Linked DNA regions of Mus musculus: all the other regions are linked to region 3. The links are chromatin contacts, called in public HiChIP or PLAC-seq and promoter capture Hi-C maps. All regions are on one chromosome and are shown on one strand. The core of a region is the stretch at or near the end of the contact, and the rest is flanking DNA. Distances in the headings are between cores, read along the strand shown. Region 1 overlaps Hpse2 (heparanase 2). Region 2 overlaps Hpse2 (heparanase 2). Region 3 holds the start of Hpse2 (heparanase 2).

Region 1 (3,329 bases), core at 322-2,821, 190 kb before region 3:
AACAACTCTAGTGAACAGATGCAGCAGGTGTGGGAATGTTGCTTTAGAGTAACATATTTCATTTACGATAATTATTAGCTATGAATTTGACAACTGTAGTCCATTATTTTGTTGATGTACATACATTCCTTAGATACCTGATTTTATTGAGAATTTTATCATTGAAGGTTGTTGAATTTTCTGTATCTATTGGCCTTAATCAATTGGATGGTGGGAAATGAAGATCTCTCTTTTTCTGTTATTTATTGTCATAAACTTCCCTCATAAGTAGATTTTAATCCTATGTGTATGTTTTCATTAGATTCAATATTATTTTAAATTCTCATTTTTTCTTTGTTATTCATGGTACATGGAACATGGTGCTTCATTTTCATGCGATTCTGAATTTTCTAAGATTTCCTCTTACTATTGATTTCTAGTATGATACCACTGGATCCAGAAAAAAATACTGATATTATTTAAATCTTTGTGTTTAGTTTTTAGCACGTTTTATGGCTTAACAAAATATTTATAATAGAGAGTGCTCTGTATACACTTGTTAAAAAAAATGTGTTTTCAGCCATTATTGGGCAGAATATTCTGCAACCTTTTCAGCTATTCTCCCTCTGTATTACAAAATATAAGCCGGGCGTGGTGGCGCACTCCTTTAATCCTAGCACTTGGGAGGCGGAGGCAGGTGGATTTCTGAATTTGAGGCCAGCCTGGTCTACAAAGTGAGTTCCAGGACAGCCAGGGCTATACAGAAAAATCCTGTCTTGAAAAACCAAACATACACATATACATAATATACATACACACACACACACACACACACACACACACACACACACACATCCTGCTTACAGGCAAGGTAATTTTGGTAGGAAAGAGGTTATCACATCCTTTTTTTTTTAATCAAAGAAAACTTTATCTGGTTGTCTCTGAGATCCTTTGTCCCTTTATTGTCTAACTATCTTACATTGTATTTAAATAATCAAAATTATCAGCTTAATGTAACCTACTATAAGATGTTTCATATAAACCTCATGGTATCTACAAAACAAAAGTGTACAGTGAAATCAAAAAAAAGAGAAAAGATAACGAATCAAAGCTTTTATTCATTCAACTAGTAGCAGTCTGAAAGAATGCTGGAGTCTGAACTGGGATTTTCCTGAAGCAGGCATGGTGCTCAGGACTGAGGCAACATGTGCTGTTTGATTCCCTTCTCCTTTCTCCAAGGAAAGGTTGTTTCTCACCATGTTTTGCAGAGTGGCATGGGTGGTGTAAAACTGTGTTTTCACCTTCTCTGTATTATAGCCATGTGCTATAGCCTCGGGCCTAGTTTCGTTGGCTTCCGTGGAGACGTTTCCAGGCATGAATAGTTGCTCAGATTGATGTTTCTATAAGAGGATGAGCACTGGAAAGTCCTGTTCTGACCTTTAACTGAAATCAGTCTTTTATTTATAAAAAAAATAATGGATGATAAGCTAAGCTTTTGCCTAGAGGGCATGGTTTCTTCACTCCAGTATAAACTACCTTCCATATTCATTGTAAATCACAATGGTTTCCCACAGGCACAAAACAAAGCACAGAAATAGATGGTAAAATAAAGAGAGAACCCTTTGAGACTCAGCGAGCCTAACTCCTTGTTGCACAGAACTCATGGAGCCTCACCTCTTGTTGCACAGATGGCAAAGCAGAAGTTGTACAGTTTCAGTGACTTACCACAACCAAACAGCTTGTAAGCAAGCCACAGATCTAAACCTGAGACTTAGGCTCTAACTCCCTGACTAGTGTTCTTTATATTATACTACATTATTGTCTTCTTCACCTTACTATGTGCACAATTCCAAGTCATTTAAAAAACATACAAGCAGTTTGGAAATGCAACTAACTTAAAGCTGTCCAAAAGGAAACCCTGGACCGCCTTCCTGCTTTCTTCCTGGATAAAAAATTCCTCGAGCTTCTACAACAGCGAGTGAGCATCTCTGGGGCGCTGGCTCCTCGCTGCCTTGCATCTCCTTGTCTTGTTTACATGTGTTTGTCTGCAAAAGTTTTAATGGAATAAAAGAAAATGAGTGCTTTAATTTCCAAGTAAAAGCTGCCGTTGTGTGAGTCATTGTTTTCTTTTTTTACACTAGCAAGGGTAAAAACTTCTGGTTTTAATAACTAATACTGCTGAGTTCAATAAAAAGCACTTAATTCAATTTAAGCCAAACCTTGATCAATGCCAGCTTCCCTTGGAATTTTATCTTTCTTTTAATTTGAGTCTTCTAAGTTCAGAAAAATGAGACGTCAAGGGGAAAGGAACAGAAGTCAATTAGCTGTAGGCTTGTTTCTAGACAAAAGACATGGGAATACAAAATTGACAGGTAACCTCCAAAATTAAAATGTTTCTGCTCCATCAGATAATCTTTTTCTGGCAGAATTAATGTTTTCATTAGTTCTAAATCAAGAAACTGAAGAATTCACAGTCACATTTGGAAAAAGATTTTTAAATAAAATATTCCCAAACCAATTAGCATCAGATTTCTAAGCCAGAATTATATTGACTTTAATGTGTTAATAATCGAAAGATACGCTACTGTAAAATTAAACTCAGAAAGCCTCGTGAAAGCCTCAGTCTGTTCAAATAGTCAGTCAGCCAGAGTCTGTGGTCAAAGCCTGGAAACGCACACGGGGTTGGGGGGCGGGGGGGGGGGGGTGAAGCAGAGGAAGCAACCTCCAGGACTGGTCAGTAAGTTTCCTCGATTTGAAAACATGCACATCTTAGAAGAACTGCCACATCCTACTAACTAACATTTTTTCTTAACTAATACCTGAAAGTTCTTTCTACTGTCCCATCAAGGGCAAGAATTGTGAAGAACTAAAAGAAAAAAAAAAACCCTCCATTTTGCTTCAATTATGTAGTTTTTTCAGGGCAAAGCTTTTAGAGCTGTGGGAAGGCTCATAAAAGCAAACTGCACACCAGGCCCAGTTCTGATTCTCCCCCAGCACTCAGTTACTGGCAGCCACATGGCTACCACTGTCCTAAGTACTAACTTAACAGTGGACCAAGAAGTAAAGAAAAATAGTTACTTGTAGAATCCTAATATAGAAAGTCATCTTCAGGTTTGACTGAAAATTAATAAACTATAAGATACTCATCCTGGAAGGAAAACGAGAACACATCAAAGACAGCAATTCAGATACAAAAAGACTCCATGGACTGGTAATATTTTAAAATAAATACTTCAAAAAAAATACCAAATATTGTACATTTTCTCCAGCCATTTACTTTTGCAAGGCAAAGACTCTTAAAATGACAATTATCATAATACTATTGACATTTAATAAAAACAAAAATTTTA
Region 2 (3,339 bases), core at 781-3,280, 240 kb before region 3:
TTATGACATCTAAATGTCATAGGAATGTTCATAACATTTCTTTTTTTTTTTTTTTAAAGATTTATTTATTTATTATATGAAAGTACACTGTAGCTGTCTTCAGACACTCCAGAAGAGGGCATCAGATTTCATTATGGATGGTTGTGAGCCACCATGTGGTTGCTGGGATTTGAACTCGGGACCTTCGGAAGAGCAGTCAGCGCTCTTAACCACTGAGCCATCTCGCCAGCCCATAACATTTCTTAAAAATATGAAGTAAAAAGATTAAACCTGTTTCTATAGCTATTAACCCTGTATTAAAAAAGCTAGATTTGCCTCTCTCCACAGGCGACGGGACCATCTTCATAGCATGTAGAGATAACTAACACCTCCTTAAGAACGGACCTGGAGCTTTGCTAAGGCCTCATGAGCCACGAAGGCATCCACAAGGCCAACCTGGACAACAGGTGCTGCTTTCGTTCTCTCCTGGGTATTTCAAGGTGGTTTTCATGTATTTCTGCCCTAAGTTGCAAAGTCCACAAGGCTTTCTGTGCTTGTGAATCCAGGGATGTGATGGCAGGGGGTCTCCTGGGGACTCCTGTGTCAGTGCTAACTCTGAGGCCATCATGGCCCTCGCTGCTTGCCTCACTGGACTCACTTCCTTGGATGTGAACTCTCTCCCTCTCCAGGTGGCACTGCTCAACTTCAGATTTGGCTTCTATGGCCTGCCTGCTGCAGCATCTATTTAGGTTCCTTCAAAGCTACAGACAGGTTCTCCAGGCACCACTTATCAGCCAGCCCGCAACAGCTGCTGAGTTCCCTGCAGCTGACTGACTGTGCACTGGGCATGGCCAGGTATTAGGTAAGAAACATTAGTAACAAGTGTCTTGGTGTACAGTGGCATTCGGGGCAGAGTCAAGGGGCACTTTAGGAGATAACTGTCACAGATATGATGTGCACACTAATTAGATGTATGTTTGGAGGAAGATGTAGACAAATAGAAAGCTTTTTCTACAATGGAATACTTTTTGAAATTATTAGATAAGAGTCATTGTCAAGTGTTCTTCACGTAGCACAGTAACTTTTGAGTAAATCCCCATGTAGAACAGTTGGTTAGTACAGTGGAGAGGTAGCAGGCCTAACACTGTTTAGAAAACATGAATGCCCTCAGAGGATACTGGCATGTTCTTCTCTTTGGGATTCTTTCTGAAGTCTCTATCAATGCAAAAAAAAAATTTCATCTGTGACAAAAGCTGGCCTAGAAGCTACCGAATGAGCAGAAAAGACCACTTAAAATGGCAGGGGAGTAGGCCACTTACTGCACACCAGGGCTTGAAGACCGCTAAATCAAATGAAGTTAATCTCACACAGGGGATTATCAGACATGGATCTTAAAAAGTCGTGAACAGGGCCAGCAGCGTGGCTCAGTGGGTAAAGATCCTGCTGCCAAACCTGATGACCCAAGTTTGATCCCAGGGACCCCCATGATAGAAGGAAGGAGCCAAGGCCACAAATTGCGCTCTGACCTCCACATACAGCAATGCTTCCTCTTACCCAACTCTAATAACAACTTAGCATTTTTTCAGAATTTCTTAAAAGGGCAGCATTGGATAATTTAAAACTAAGAGGAAAACTCTTTAATAAAATCCACGTAACTGAATGAATAATACAACTTGAATTTAAAATTTAAATTTAACGGAATAAAGTAAACACCTACAGTTTTGTTTTATTTTATTTTGCTGCTTTCCCTTAAGATCGTTGAGGGAAATGAAATTTTAGAAGGTGAAAATGGAGGATTTAAGTACTTCAAGAAGTGGTGCAATTTCTTCAACAAAAGTAAAACGCAAAACAAAACAAAAGAAAACCACCCTCCATTTCTTAAGCTCACACAATTTAGCATCAGCTGGGGTATTTATGTTGCTGGAAGGAATCATAAAATAAAAAGTAAGATTGCTCCAATGTGTTGCCCAAAGGCCATACAGCAAGCACTTCTTAATCCAGCACAGCCATCCCTAGCAACTCAGAACATGCTTCGCAGCGTCAGAAGGACGCCTGAGCCCGTATCTCCTTACACACACAATGAATGCTTAACAGGAAAAGTTGCCCAGGTTCTATGAGTGTAAGCTGAGAAAGCTGAACCACGGTAACATTATGATACCTGCCCTCTGTGCTCAGGGGCAAAGAGGAAAATCAAAGATGGTCATCCATAGGCTGCAAAACGTTAGCAGCTTCATCACACTCTAAACACTGCTACCCAAGCAGCCGGGAAACAAGAGCAGGGGGGTGTGGGGGCTTCGCCCCAAGGCCAGTCCCTATATCAAGATAAATTTTCAAAAACAAAGCAATATCCGAAATAGTGTGCATATCAATATCTCAACAAGTTTAGCAAGTGATTCGCTCTGAAGAACAAAAACAAAACAAAGAAAAAAAGAAGCACAGGGGAAAGATGCCAAAATCATGAATTGCTTCTGTTTTGCTAGGAAGATATTTTATCTTCAGTGCTAATAATAACTTAACATACTTGAAGGTATTTGAGTGAACTTTACACAATGTCATATTGTTCTGTACTTTTCTATACTTCCTACAATGACTACCTATTACTTTTAAGAGAAAAAACAATGAGACTGAAATACTTCGTATCAAGGGAACAATTCTAGAATAGTTTTTATGTCATCGTCTACTCTGAATGTTAGCATCATCAAAAGTATATGATGTGCTGTAACAACCTCAGCAGCCTAAAACTTCACATGCCCAGACCCTATCATTTCTGTTTTGTTTTTCCTCCATGAAAACTTGATAAAATATTCACATTAATTCTGTATCACAGAAACACGGATCTGAAAAGAGAATTCAATCAATGTGCAATTGAAGAAAGAATTATGCTTTAGAAGGGGTGTCCAAATGGAGAGCCGTGTGTAAATAGGTAGAAATGCATATAAAACTCCGAGGGAGGAAAAACCAAGGCTCTCCCTGCTAATGAGCTAGACAGCACAAAGAGAGAAGAGAGGGTGCAGCGAAGAGAGAAAGGCACAAGAGGAGGAGAGCGGGAAACATACAAACCTTGACTGTTGCTTTATTTTCACATAGGATTCACAACATTCCTCAGAAAATTCAATTTAGTTGCCCCGTTCTAGCTTGCTAACCAGAACCAATTTAATTTTAAATCTACATGCAGAGCCAAGGGGGACGAAATAGTTTGCAATTACTTTTAGCTCCCTGTTGGAAGACAGAATAAGATTTAACCAGTTCTGCTCCGGTTAGAACAAGCATCTAGGTTTGTCAGACTCCTAACCGGTATCCTTCTGCTTAGGGTTGAAGAGTGGAAACTGTGTACCAAAATTATTTGCTTTGTTTAACCAC
Region 3 (3,332 bases), core at 151-2,650:
AATATTGCAGAGGTTTATCCTCCCTTTCTTTTTCTTCTGTGTGTTTTCTTTTTATTTCCAACGCCCCCCTCTTTGCAACCGCCCCTGATGGGAAGGGGATCGCGGTTGCTTAACTGCCTGAATAGTAACAACCCGGGAAGAGGGTGAACCCAACTAGACTGTCAGCGAGACTCAACCTTCAGGTTTGTTAATCCACCACTGCTTTGGGGTTCAAAACTCCCAACGCTTCCCCTGAGAGTTCCTAGGACCTTTATGGATCGCGTATGATGCACACTACGACCCGAGCAACGATTTTTTTTCCCCACTGTAAAAAATTAAACTATGCAGTTACCAAGGAAAACTAAAGAGGAGGGTGGAGGGGGAAGGGCTTCATCTATAAAAAGTGTCTTACAAAGTCAAGGCTGATAATGACAGCGGAGGATACAAAATAAAAAATTTTAACTCCAATCCAACTTGCTCACCGCTCAGGACTCTCCTTAAATTCGTTTTCTGTCTGGGAGTGAGAACTGATGAAACCATCTTTCCGTGGCAAATTCCACTTTCATGCAATCTCCCAACTGAACACTCGGACACACGCACACTGCTTTCTCTCTCACACACAACCACTCCTCTGGAGTCTTTGTTGTTCCAGATCTTCCCTTTTGTAACTTCCCTGAACCTCTTGTTTCTTTTTCAGAAGGGGAGACTAATTGTGGATATATGTAAGCACAACATTTTTTCAGTCATAACTGATAAGTTTCTGAAATGCCTTCTGCATTGCAAACATGTGCATCTTAATAGAAAACACTGCTTTCCTCAATCACCAGTTACAGCCTCACAGCAAATAGTCCAGGAGGGGGGAAACCTCCTTTTTTTCTCTTGGAAAGACAGATCGGTTTGCTGCTGCTGCTGTTGCTGCTGCTGCTGCTGCTGCTGCTGCTGCTGCTGTACCTCCTCTTCTTCTCCTCCTCCTTCTTATTCTTCTTTTTTCTCCTCTTTTTTCTTCCCCCTTTGGAGCAGGGGATAGGAAGAGAATGGGGGTGGGGGTACTTAAATTTTTAAATGACTCATCGAAGCCCCTGCCTTACCTTAAGAAATCGAGCCAGCCATCATGAATGATGGAGGGATCCAGCTGCAGAGAGAGGAAGTTCTCATTGACTGTCCTGACTGGGTTCTTGGTGCTCACATCAAGTAGAATCAGGGTCTTTTCCTTCAAACCTGTAGCTCTGTCTACAGGCAAAGGTCTCCTGTTTCCAGCGTGGAAGGAGAGGGAGAGATGGAGCAACAGAGCCAAGAAGAGAGCCACCAGGGCTAGGCACGAGGGGGGGCGGGAGCTGCTGGAGGCCATGGCTTCAGGGAAAGCACAGAGCACCCTCATTAAATCCCTCTGATTTAAACTTCTTTCCCTACTGGGTCTCGATGGTGACTAATTGTCCTTATCTAAAGTGTGTGTCTCTCTGCCCCCCTTCTCTCCCCCCCCCTATTCTCTTTCGCCCTCGCTCCCTCGCTCTTGCTCGCTTGCTCGCATTTTTTTTTCAGTGTTTTGGTGCTGGTGGAGCGAACTCACGCCCCTAGCCAGCCTTCTCAGCAACTCGTGCCAAGAGTACTGTTCACCAGCACCGCCCCTTTAAGAGATTTGACTGCAGACATTTTTTAACTTTTTAAAGGTAAGGGATGGGGGAGGGGGGAGAAGGGGGAGGGGTGGCCGTTGTGCCCTACTGATTTAACCCGCTAGGGTCAGGAAGCGGCCAGTGGGACTGAAACTGTACTGTGGTACCATCTTGAGTAAGAGCTTATTTTCAAGTCCCCTCCCCAGTAGGCTATGGGGAAGGCCCTTCACTGCCTGAGGGGCAGTCTGTCCTGACTATTTCTTGCTTACCGTCCACTTTGTGCCTTCCTTTTGGGTTGAAGCAGTAAATGTTGTTAGGTTGTAAATGGTTTTATGATGGGCAAAGTAATTTTTGCCAAGGCACAAAAAGCAAAGAAGAGTCCATGCCTAGGTGTGCAAACCCCTGAATCTTGCAAGATAACTAGAAAGAAGTTTCTCCTGAATAGGAGACTAAGGTGGGGGAGAAGGGAGAGTATTCCCAGGTCAAAGAACTTCCTAGTCAGGAGAGTCAAAAAAGAATCAGTATGCTCCATGGCACTGCTGCTTATGTGTGAGGGAGAGTCTTGAGTTTCCCATATATGTTATTTTATGGCTTTGGCAACCCATTGGACTGATGATCAAGACACCCTATGTTCATTTGAATCACTCCTTGGCCAATGTATTCCACTGTAAAAGTAAAGATGCCTCTCCAATGTCTCCTTGCCAACAACCCTCAGACTCATACCCTTGCAGGGGAGTATGTCTTCCTGACGTAGAAATGGGCTATAGGGGTGTCAAATCCAGCCCTAGGCCAAAATTAGAGTGTGCCTGCTTGGAACTCTGGGATACAGATCATCCTGGACTTCGAGTGCACTGCAAACCTCTGTTCTTTTCATTCCCACCCTCAATAGCTTGCAAATTATCCTGAGTCCCATCCTAACACAAGGGGAAACAATCCAGCCACAATCACAGGCAGTCACAATCACACCCAGTCCCATTTTCAGCTTCTCTCTGGGATACAACAAGTCCTCTATTTTGGCAGATGAAGGGAGCTACTTTATGAAAAATGGGTAAATGAGAGCACCCCAGGGCATTCCTTGATTAAACAGACTAGATGACAGTTGAATGCAGAGCATGGGTCCCCACCACTGCCAGTACTGCACACTGGGCAGTATGAGAGCTCAGTAAACACTACAATAGCAATCTATTTTCCTTCCTTCAGCCAGAAAGAATTAGCCAACCTACATAGGACTGGACTAGATTACCTTAAGCTAACATTCCCTGAGGATTCTCTGCCAGTCTAAGAACCCCAAACCACCAGATCACTTAGAGATGGTTTCTAAAACTAAATTATAACATAAATTAAATACTGGCTCTAGCCTTCATACCTGCTTCCTCTAGCGCCTTACACTTTCTAGTCCTCTATATCCTTAACCACATGCTTATGCCCCTGGGGTTAGGGTAAGACAGGCATAAGTTTCAGTACAAACTACTGTCATTTTTAAAGGAGTCTGACACTTCATGGAGATGGGGACAGCTTGGGAACCAAAGGCTTCTCTGTGTCTCTGGACTCAGGTATGTAGAGTGCTCTCAAGAAACATCTCAGACATCTGGTGGTAGTAAACCAAACCCTGCTCAACACACTCAAGACCACTGCTCACAAGAAGAATTTTGTCGTAGTAAATTGTATTTTGGCTATCTGTTCACTGATTTGTTTTCTTAGTTACTAACAGCTTTCTGGCCATCTCCTTCAGGAAGTACTTGT

What was found. Promoter capture Hi-C pulls out the DNA fragments that hold promoters and counts their contacts. HiChIP or PLAC-seq counts read pairs in DNA pulled down with a chosen protein or histone mark.
Region 1: a contact with region 3 is called in a promoter capture Hi-C map of frontonasal cranial neural crest, with 6 times the contacts expected there. The contact joins the enhancer-like site here to the promoter of Hpse2 in region 3. A contact is called at or near these places in 12 of 39 promoter capture datasets (the 3T3-L1 cell line, the HPC-7 cell line, cranial neural crest and 9 more), 1 of 484 Hi-C or Micro-C datasets (embryonic stem cells), 2 of 115 datasets of contacts at active chromatin or transcription factors (craniofacial prominence and embryonic limb bud) and 2 of 9 other capture datasets (adipose tissue and embryonic stem cells).
Region 2: a contact with region 3 is called in an H3K4me3 HiChIP or PLAC-seq map of craniofacial prominence, with 5 times the contacts expected there. The contact joins the enhancer-like site here to the promoter of Hpse2 in region 3. A contact is called at or near these places in 11 of 39 promoter capture datasets (the 3T3-L1 cell line, HPC-7-derived erythroid cells, embryonic stem cells and 6 more), 1 of 484 Hi-C or Micro-C datasets (cerebral cortex), 3 of 115 datasets of contacts at active chromatin or transcription factors (craniofacial prominence, forebrain and stem cell-derived neural progenitor cells) and 2 of 9 other capture datasets (embryonic stem cells and macrophages).

Annotation. Positions count from the first base shown.
Region 1 is chr19:43,201,165-43,204,493 of GRCm38.p6, forward strand. All of the region lies in intron 3 of Hpse2 (heparanase 2), which reads right to left. Among named protein-coding and RNA genes, the nearest start is that of Hpse2, 190 kb to the right of the region's middle. Within about 2 kb of position 1,572, at least 9 of the 459 cell types and tissues checked have an H3K27ac peak or open chromatin away from gene starts, as enhancers often do.
Region 2 is chr19:43,144,966-43,148,304 of GRCm38.p6, forward strand. The region is part of intron 3 of Hpse2 (heparanase 2); the gene reads right to left. Among named protein-coding and RNA genes, the nearest start is that of Hpse2, 240 kb to the right of the region's middle. Within about 2 kb of position 2,031, at least 7 of the 459 cell types and tissues checked have an H3K27ac peak or open chromatin away from gene starts, as enhancers often do. A contact at or near this core is called in craniofacial prominence, where this site is marked.
Region 3 is chr19:43,386,955-43,390,286 of GRCm38.p6, forward strand. Hpse2 (heparanase 2) reads right to left here and starts at 1,401. Exons shown (of 12, transcript NM_001081257.2): 1 at 1,068-1,401. The coding sequence starts at 1,357.